2 separate regions of the Cydia pomonella genome follow, and region 1 is linked to region 2. A link is a contact called in public Hi-C data. All regions are on one chromosome and are shown on one strand. The core of a region is the stretch at or near the end of the contact, and the rest is flanking DNA. Distances in the headings are between cores, read along the strand shown. Region 1 holds the start of LOC133531759 (GDNF-inducible zinc finger protein 1-like). Region 2 holds the start of LOC133531486 (thioredoxin-related transmembrane protein 2 homolog).

Evidence for each region. A called contact is a pair of places that touch in the nucleus more often than the background predicts.
Region 1: a contact with region 2 is called in a Hi-C map of whole body, with 6 times the contacts expected there. The contact joins the promoter of LOC133531759 here to the promoter of LOC133531486 in region 2. A contact is called at or near these places in 2 of 2 Hi-C or Micro-C datasets (both in whole body).

The regions. Positions count from the first base shown.
Region 1 is chr25:801,539-806,197 of ilCydPomo1, reverse strand. LOC133531759 (GDNF-inducible zinc finger protein 1-like) reads left to right here and starts at 3,260. Exons shown (of 8, transcript XM_061870146.1): 1 at 3,260-3,664. The coding sequence starts at 3,455. LOC133531705 (gastrula zinc finger protein XlCGF26.1-like) reads left to right here. Exons shown (of 2, transcript XM_061870075.1): 2 at 1-1,731. The coding sequence ends at 1,099.
Region 2 is chr25:577,572-582,343 of ilCydPomo1, reverse strand. LOC133531486 (thioredoxin-related transmembrane protein 2 homolog) reads left to right here and starts at 2,396. Exons shown (of 4, transcript XM_061869734.1): 1 at 2,396-2,763; 2 at 4,393-4,653. The coding sequence starts at 2,471. It overlaps LOC133531275, which reads right to left and starts at 90. Exons shown (of 14, transcript XM_061869405.1): 1 at 1-90. The coding sequence starts at 90.

The DNA of each region.
Region 1 (4,659 bases), core at 2,011-4,510, 220 kb before region 2:
CCCCACCGTCAAATCCCTCTGCGCCTTCATCAGATCAGACAATCTAAATATACAAATAGCCAAAGACTACACTATAAATGATAAAACAACTCCATTAAACAGACTTAAAACTAGAATTAACAGAAAGAAGAGTGATGAAAAAAAACCAAGAGTCCACCGCTCAGGGCCGCCATGTAAATGCACGGACTGTGGGAAGGAATTCATAAGTCCTTATTATTTGAACGTGCACTTTAAAAATAGCGGTCAGAAAGACGCTTGTACGACTTGTGGGGCTATTGTTCTTAGAGGCAAACAGATGCGAGATCATTTAGTGAAAGTCCATAGAGAAACCGCGTTCGTGTGTAAGGAGTGTCCTGCGATTTTCAACAATGATATCGAAGCTAAAAAACACGAGAAGAAAGCGCATAAAACTGGCTTAACTTGTGGAGATTGTGGGAGAACGTTTCAAAGAAATGCTTCTTTCGAAACCCATGCGCAAATGCACGCCGTACGCACCTGTAGAACGTGCGGGGTACAGTTCACCAACAGAGCTTGCTATAGGGAACATAGATCTAAATGTGAACCGGACGCGAAACCTGATAGAGACACCGTACCGAGAAACAGGCGCTCGAACATTCGCGACCCAGCTCAATTTACCTGTGATTATTGCAAGAAAACTTACACGTCCCGTCCACAATTGAAGAATCATATACTATGGATACACATGGACGTGCGTCCCCACCAATGTCAATGGTGTGGAAAGCGTTTTTACACTCCAGCGCGATTAGCTGAGCATAGTGTTGTGCATACTAGGGAGCGTAACTTCGCCTGTGATATCTGCGGGGCGAAATTAGTTTCCAAAATGGCTGCCGTGTACCATAGACGCCGTCACACAGGTGAAAAACCTTATCGCTGCGAAGACTGCGGCGATTGTTTCATTTCTGCTTCTAGACGCTCTGAACATGCGAAAAGAAAGCACGGGAAAGGTCCAAGACTACATTGTACTCGATGTCCTTCAAGTTTCGTTCGGATACATGAGTTAAGGAGGCATATTGAGAAAGCACATAGCCACGTTGTTCCTGTGTATGCGTTTCCAAAAACCGAACCTACAGAGAGTTAATAGAATAGTATCATCATTCATCATTTGGTTCAGTGCTCATATTTAAAAACTAAATCTTCACAGACTCGAGCCTATAAACGTAATTATTTATTTAGTGGTCATATAATGTAAATTTTTTATTGTTTTCAATTAAAGCTCAAGTGACATCCCTGGCGTTCTAAACAAGCATACTATAATCAATTAAAAATCACATTTAAATTAATGATTCTAAACCTCATTTTTACACAAATATGTCTGAATCAAAAACTACTTTTTCAAACTGCTGTCAGTTTACACGTATACTGGTTACCAGGGGCCATTTCTCGAACGCCATTAGTCTAATATTATTAGTGCGTTGCCATGGTAACCCACATGAATTGACAGTTCGTGGACTAATATTATTATATTAGTCTAATACCCTTCGAGAAATGGGCCCCAGTTGTTCGATGCTCAGACGAAACTGATAAATAAATATAATAAAATAGTTAAATCTCAATTTATAGCTCCATTTCGCTCCTACTGACTATGAACTCATAATAATATGGGGATATTTAACTAAGTTTTATTTGTAGAACTGCCAAGTTGTTTATTGTAAAACTCCTTTTATAAAGGACCTTTTGTGTTGCCAGAATAATAAAATATGTTTTCAATTTGATTTCTTTATACTTTTATTACTTTACCTATCGATATCGGCACTAGAGTTGAGATCGTGCATATGTCGGCGGCCTATCGTAAGTTCAGGCAGAAATTCCTAAAAATATTGTGAAAAGTGAAGTGTCTGGTTGCTGGAGTCGCCGGGCCCGCGGGGACTGTCCAGAAAATGTGGTGATAACTTAGTACCGTGAGGTACATTTTTTTTAAAGGAGGTACTAAATAGTACAAATTAGGTACAAAAATATTATTATTTAGTTTTAGACAGGCAGCTGACGCTGGTACGTAGCGTACGCTGATCTTTTAGTAGTGGAAAATAAAATGGAGTAAAATGTGGAAAAAAAACTATTTCCCGCTCCTTATCTCCGATGTTTACTCAAGAAAAATCATAAATTTTTTACATAATATTAACATTACTATAAATTTTGCACGAAAAATATAATCAGACCTCTATCTTGGTAACTTTTTATTTAATTAACAAAAAACTTTTCTCAATTCAGTTTGCAATTTAACCAACAATAATTGTGTTTTACACTGGAAATTGCTATGAGATTACATTAAAGACACCTTTTATCAAATAAAAGTACAATTTTTGAAAGCGGTTCATATGATAGAGAATTATCCTCCAAAAACTAACATGCATTACAACGCGCAAATTTGTTAGACAATTAGCCGATAGATGGCGCTGCACATAAGTATACTTAGTATAGGTACTTCTTTATAGTTATATGAGTTAATTCAAGGTTTGTACGGAACCCGAGTCAAGTAAGAGTAAAACAAACTGGCACTTGACCAGTTTTTTTAACTGTGTTTGATTCTCAATGTATGTATTTGTCTCTACCGCATAAGCATTTTGGCATCCTTAGCTGTAAGTTTCTGCATGTGACTGAAATAAAGAAATATGTAAAATCCAAATGTACCTACAAAACCTAGCAGTCAACCAATTTGATTCCTAGGCCACTATAGAACCATGCCATAATGACTTCTACGACAGTGCTTATTGAATGATGCGTGTCAAGTATCTAGTAGTTAAAACGACAAGGTTCTATAGTGGCCTAGGATTCTAATTGGTTGACTGTACCTACATAGTATAAGTAAGCCGAGCCCGAACCTGCGCTGATAAGATGCATTAAGCAGCGTTTAAAAGAATGCCGCACTTTTCTAATGGTGTGGCCCGACATGCAGGGACTCGCGGAGTGCCGAGCCGCTTATGAAACAAGAAAGAAATATTTTTTCTTAAACGTATAAAATATGCGGCTCGGGGCTCGGCGAATAACCGCATGTTTGGCCAGTAGTAGTAGTAGCCTTAGTCAATTCTAGAAAAATTTCGGCTCCTTTAACCACGGAAGCATTAAGAAGAGGACGAAGACTGGAGGAGCACCCCAAACACCAAGCAATGGAAGGAAAACTAAACTTTAGTTTAAAGCACAAAACTTGCTACTCGCCGCAAGATGGCGCTATATTATTAAAACAAATTTTATCGATTTTAAAAGTAGCCCGAACAGCTTTAGATTTCATTAATGAAAAAAAAAGAAAATGTCAATAAAATAATGGCTGACAAAGTTGTTTATACTGCGGTTTGTGGGCTAAAAACTTGAACATTATTGCAATATCAAATAAAACTATCAGAATTTCGTTCACAAACAATTCTCTATGAATAAATTATATATATCGACGTGTTTAAAACGCGGCTTCTATTGTAAATCTAGTCGTAAAACTTAAAAAATGTTGGCCTTGTTGATGTTAAATAGAATGAGCATGAAGCGACGTAGTTTACGTGCTAAAGAGACTGCATTTAAAGCCGAAAAGAAGCCGGACACGCAGTCCATGTACTGCCGGACCTGCCTGAGCGCTGAGGAGCTCGTGGCTATTTTCTACAGCCCTGGAATAGAGAAGAAACGTACTGAGGAATTGAGACTCGTCACAGGTTTAGAGGTATTGTTTTACTCATATTATTACTTAAATCATCGAGTCCAAGCTCTTTGAAATGTTCCAAACTTCAAAGTCTCAGGCATTTTTAATTTTGCATATATTTTCCCATTTTCCATATATCCGTGGGACCTAGCCTCGTACACACAACACACATACACAATCACACATTCAATTTAGACATTGGACTCTTATATCTTCTTTCTTTTCATCCTGTTACCCCCTGCTGGGGTGTAGGGCTCGAACCATTTTCTTCCACTGACTCCGGTCCTGGGCAGCTTGGGTAACCTCCTCCCACGTTTGCTGGCTTATTTTAACAGTTTATACTTAATTAACTAATACTTAATGTTAATGTTCTTCCTGCAAGAACCCCTGATAGGTGAAGGCCTCCTCCAAAGACAACCATTCTGTTCTTGATTGAGCTGTTTGTAGCCAGTTTTGGCCTGATATTTTCCTTATCTCATCTTCCCATCTTGCGTAGGGTCTGGCCTGCTTTCTTTTTCCTAGAGGGCAATTCCAGGTTGTTACAATTTTGGTCCATCTATTGATTTGAAAGTGTGACACTTGGCCTGCCCACTTCCATTTTAAAGTTAAAGCTTGGATTAAAGCGTCTTTTGCTTTTATAATATTTCTTATTTTTGTATGTCGAATTTTTTGAAATCTTATTTTTGATATAAAATTAATATTGTCGTCAATGTACCGTTTAATTTATTGCTCCTCGGATCCCTTTGTTTGACATAATTATTGAAAGTCATAATGTAATGATAGTCATATTATCATTAGTCATAACTCTGAAACCGTTAACTTTTCAGGAATTTCCTTAGATTATCCTATAGATAGGTTAGGTTAGGTTAGGTTTGTTTTATGGCAATCCTGAAAAGTTACGCGTTTCTGAGAAAAACCAAATTATGACTAACGAAAATGCGGACAAACAATACATTATGACTTAAAACTTTATGGGAAACAATAGAGACCCATTGCTCCTGCTATAGGCAACACCT
Region 2 (4,772 bases), core at 1,147-3,646:
AAGTTTTGAATATAGTTCTCTTCTCCTGTCGAGGACTTCCTTTGGATAGTCTTCAGCAGCATATGCATTTTTTAATTTCTTTTTATTCATCATTACCTCATTTTTCTTCCAGTTGTTAACGAATGATAAGACTATCGGCCTCTCCTTTCCATTTTCTTTGTTGTTTTTGCCAATTCTGTAAATCGTGTTTATGTCTCTGTCTTCGAGTAATATGTTTAAATCGTCTTCGAATTTCTTTTTTATTATTTCTATGAGGTTGACAATAGATTTTTCGGTAACATACACATAAGCACAGGTAAACAACATGCGGTCTTATCGCTAAAAGGCAACCTTTGGGTTGCGGAAATTAAAAAAATTACATTGTCAGTAACCGTCGCGCTGGTAGTGGTACTGGATAAAAATAATGGTCCAAAAGTGTGATCAAGAAAACAATAAATGTGATAATTAAGGTCAGTAGGTAAATTGAAGAAAATTTAAAGTTTGATAATCACTGCTGTTTTTAAATAGGTAAAGATCTGATTGTTTCTGGTCCGATCTTTACCTGGAAGGGTCAAGATCGGATATCGGTTTACAGCAGTGCTAGGTCTGTTAACACAATTACAAAAACAAACACAGTTTCATCACAACACGCAAAATAAATTACAGAGCGAAGATCGGATAGAAGGAAGAATTCGCGAAATTTACCTTGCTCTCTGTGATTGCACATAGCACAAGCCCGACTCCCTGAGCGACGCGGGGACACTGACAGTCGAGGCGCAATGAAATGGCGTCTTACACAATGTTGCCAACATTAAAAAATAAAGCCAAATTAGGGGGAAATGAATGTCCTACGTTCTTCACCCGCATCCGGTATTTACCCAACATACCTTAATCGTTGAACCGCCGCATTTCAAAATGGCCCTTATTTTGATATCGGCTAGCCGTAATGTAATACGGCGGATTATACAATACGACTGCGATACTTATATATAAATCCCCTCGTCAATGTAATTTCATTAAATTTGCTATCTAGTGGCAAACATCAAAGTAGTTATCTTTTACTTGTGACGCACAAGTGTGAGCAATGTAAAATACTATATTTCTAAAAAAAATTGCCTACTACGTAATAAAAGAAAATGTGATTATTAAATAATAATACGAAAGGTGGTCAAATCGCAAATAGCTGTCGTTTTATTTAAAACAATGAAATAATTAGACCAGTTCCGAAAGTACCGAGAAATCCCGGTTCTTTAAAACAGTACCGGTTCTGCAATCCCTAATAAGGATGTTATGCCCATCACTATTCCTTCTGTGTACGTATATTTAGAAACTGTCTCCGCCTCCAATTCGTGCGATAAGGACAACTGCAGCTCGGACCGAAATTCACTCGCAAAAAACTCAAAAATCGAGGTTTCGCTCTCGACTGTTTCCTCCTCCAAAACGCAACTAATCATTATGAAATTTTGGAAATTGCAAGAGGAAGAAATAATCTATGCCGCTATGTTTTGATTTTTTGGATATTTTTTGTCATATTTGTATACTGTGCCTTTTTTTACAGCCAATTCCATTTAGCCGTTTTTGCGATTTTCGAGGCGCTGTATCTTTCTTCAAAATAAAATAATCCAAAAAAGCAAAACATAGCGGCACAGATATTGATGATATTGATCTTATTTGAAAAAATCACTGCTCTAGGTTAAAAATCCAGGGAGGAATCAGTCGAGAGCGTTTGTATGGAAAAATCGCAACTAGGAATTCCTCTTAATAGATCTACACGGTCACCGGGAACATTTTGTAGGAAAGCCGATCGGCTTCCCGAAAGTGCCTGGCGACCGTGTAGATGTAATAAGCGCCTTAATCGCATACCATTTGTTGCTAACTGTGTAGAAGTCTTTAATATTAATTGTTATTTAAACAAACTACCTAAATATATAATAACCAAAAATTCCAGAAATTATTTACCTGACAGTGCGGAAAGATTATCAACCCTTTGTTGTTTAGTTATCATTATCATTGTGACATGTTATGACACGTTTATGACACGTGAAACAAGTGGTTTAGGCAAAGAGTAAAGTAAGTAATATAATATCAGCTGGGATTTTAAGTTTTTATTTGTGGCCAGGGCTATAACTGCGAAAATCGAAGTTCGCAAATTTCGGTTATCTTTCTTTGTCACCCTAATTACGTCTTAATTGGAGTAAAAGAGAAACGCCACAATTTGCGAATTTTGGTGTTCGAGGTAAGCTCGCTAAAATCGCTGAATAGCACGGATTGTAAAAGATGGCTACTTGCTACTCGCCACTAGATGGCGTTATAACCATTGTAACAAAACAATCTTCTTTAACTGTACCTCGAACAGCTTCATCGATTGAAAAAAAAAAAAAAAGTCAAACCAAAGTAAAGTGTCAAAGTGACTTGTACTGTACAAATGTACATCGCTCCGCTCGGATGAACAGGCTACGTCCCAAATTTTTTCCAAATTAAACTAAAAATCATGTCTTTCAAGCAAGATTTGCGTCAATTACTAAAGCCCTATTACTGGGTCAACATATTACTAAGCATTTCATACGTTACGGCTAAAAGGACGGGTGTGATTTGCAATTTTCTGTTCCCTGATGTAGATTGCGAGTTAGACAGTCGAGAAACGGAAATTCTATTTTTCCTAATTATCGTAGTGATGTTGCGGACGAGGAAGGCGGGGAGTGTGACGATGGTTAACTATTTGTCGTCTTCGTTCGTGTATACGAAGATCGCTAACCTAATTTTGTGGTTGTATGCGGATGTCAGGTATGTACTGGTTCGAGATTTTATTATTTGATTTACCACTATAAAGGACTTTCACGTATTAATGCATCGCTATTATTGCCATAAATTATTTACTTATAAAAAATTATCAAGTTGATTAATAAGGATCTTTCATACAATAAAAGTTACACTCATTTTAAAATGACGTGCTTTAATGGTCCTGCCGGATTTAGATGGGAATAGGCAATTATTCCCTTCTGTACCCGCCTTTTGTATGGCGGTGGTCACGTTGGATGGGAATACACCATTTTAATTACAGTTTTGTATGCAAAACTAATACTCACTCTAATTTCTTAGACAGACATAGATATACTTGAAAGATATAACAACCGCAGTCGCCTTTAAGAGCTTACCCCTCTGTCGTAAAACCATGGCCAATGGTCACATGTATAGTAGGGACTGATGTTTATCGGACATAGCTAGTTGTATGTTACGTACAAAAACAGAATAAATAATAGTACTACCATACAGAAATGACACTTTCTAAAAAAACCAAAGTTTGACAGCGATTCAGGGACGAATTACGCTGTCCCTTTCTAATGTATGGCACTATCCCTTTCGGTCATTTAGGGGTGTCTTCTATCTTATCTGTGGTTGTGCAATATAGGGACTTCAAGTTGCCAAGTGCCAACCCTAATAATTGTACGGAGCAATGCAGACCTAAACAGAGCCGGGAAGAGCTGAAAGGATACATGTGTAGCGCTGGGCCCTCGCAAAAATCTGCAGACTGTACAGAAAATTGCAGACAAAGTGTCTCCAGTCGTTAAATCCTTCCTCCTCCTCGTTAAATTTCATTTTATATAAAAATACTGTTTTTGAAATGATTGCATGGCAGCTTGGTTTGTGTTACTTTTTAATAGGATACACTTGTCACATAGTGCTAAATTTTACAGCCTTGTCATATTAACAACTAGCTCTCTAATGATCTCTGACGGTAACAAATATAATGACTTAAGATGTGGACTATTGTTAATTAAATTAGACAAGCTCCGCTGAATTTCACCTTCCCTTACAAACTGAGTTTCATTCTCATTTTAAAACTATCTATTGGATTGTAATGAAACTTTGCACATACAAGCACATGAGGTATATCTAGTCCTGTAATTAGTTTACGTAGCTCCAGCGTATAAAACAAAATTAATAGAGCAAAAACAAGTTTTGTATGAAAGACGTAAGTTCGCTGTATTTTTTTAACTATAGTATCTGAAGCTACATAAATTAATTACAGGACCAGATATGACGATAAACGTAACCCTATTACTAAGACTCTGCTGTCCGTCTTTCTGTCCATCTGACACCAGGCTGTATCTCATGAACCGTGCTAAAATTTTCACAGATTATGTATTTCTGTTGCCGCTACAAATACTAAAAAGTAAGGAACCCTCGGTGGGCGAGTTCGACTCGCATTTGTCCGGTTTTCCATTATATATGACATTTATTTCGGTCACAAAAACCATTATTCTCTTCTGGTCTTCTTTTCTGTGCCAACCCAAATTTTATTGAGCTTATATTTATTTATTTAAAATTGGAATCAGGTCAAAATTACTAACATAAAAATGTTAGGTCTCCTCACCTCTCTAGGATAAAGGTGACATTGCTTTCCCATTTCAGATATGGCCTACCATTCGGCGCTCTGCTCATCCTGACTGCCCTCCTCCTCCCCGAGCCCACCTACACGGGCCCGGAGCACATCATCTACTTCCGCGGCGTGGGCACGCTGGACGAGGAGCTCCGCCACAAGGGCACCACGTGGCTGGTGTGTCTGTACGCGGCGTGGCACCCGGCCTGCGTCAACTTTGCTCCGGTATTCGCTGAGTTGTCGGCGAGCTACAGTTTGGACAATTTGAAGTTCGGAAAGATGGATATTGGCAGGTAAGATCAAGGATCGGAAACCGGTTAAATTTCCAAACTGTTATCATGTGCGTGGCTCAAAACCTTTTAACTTCGGTTTCGCTCGAAAAACCCTTATTTTAAAACCGGTTTTTATAAGA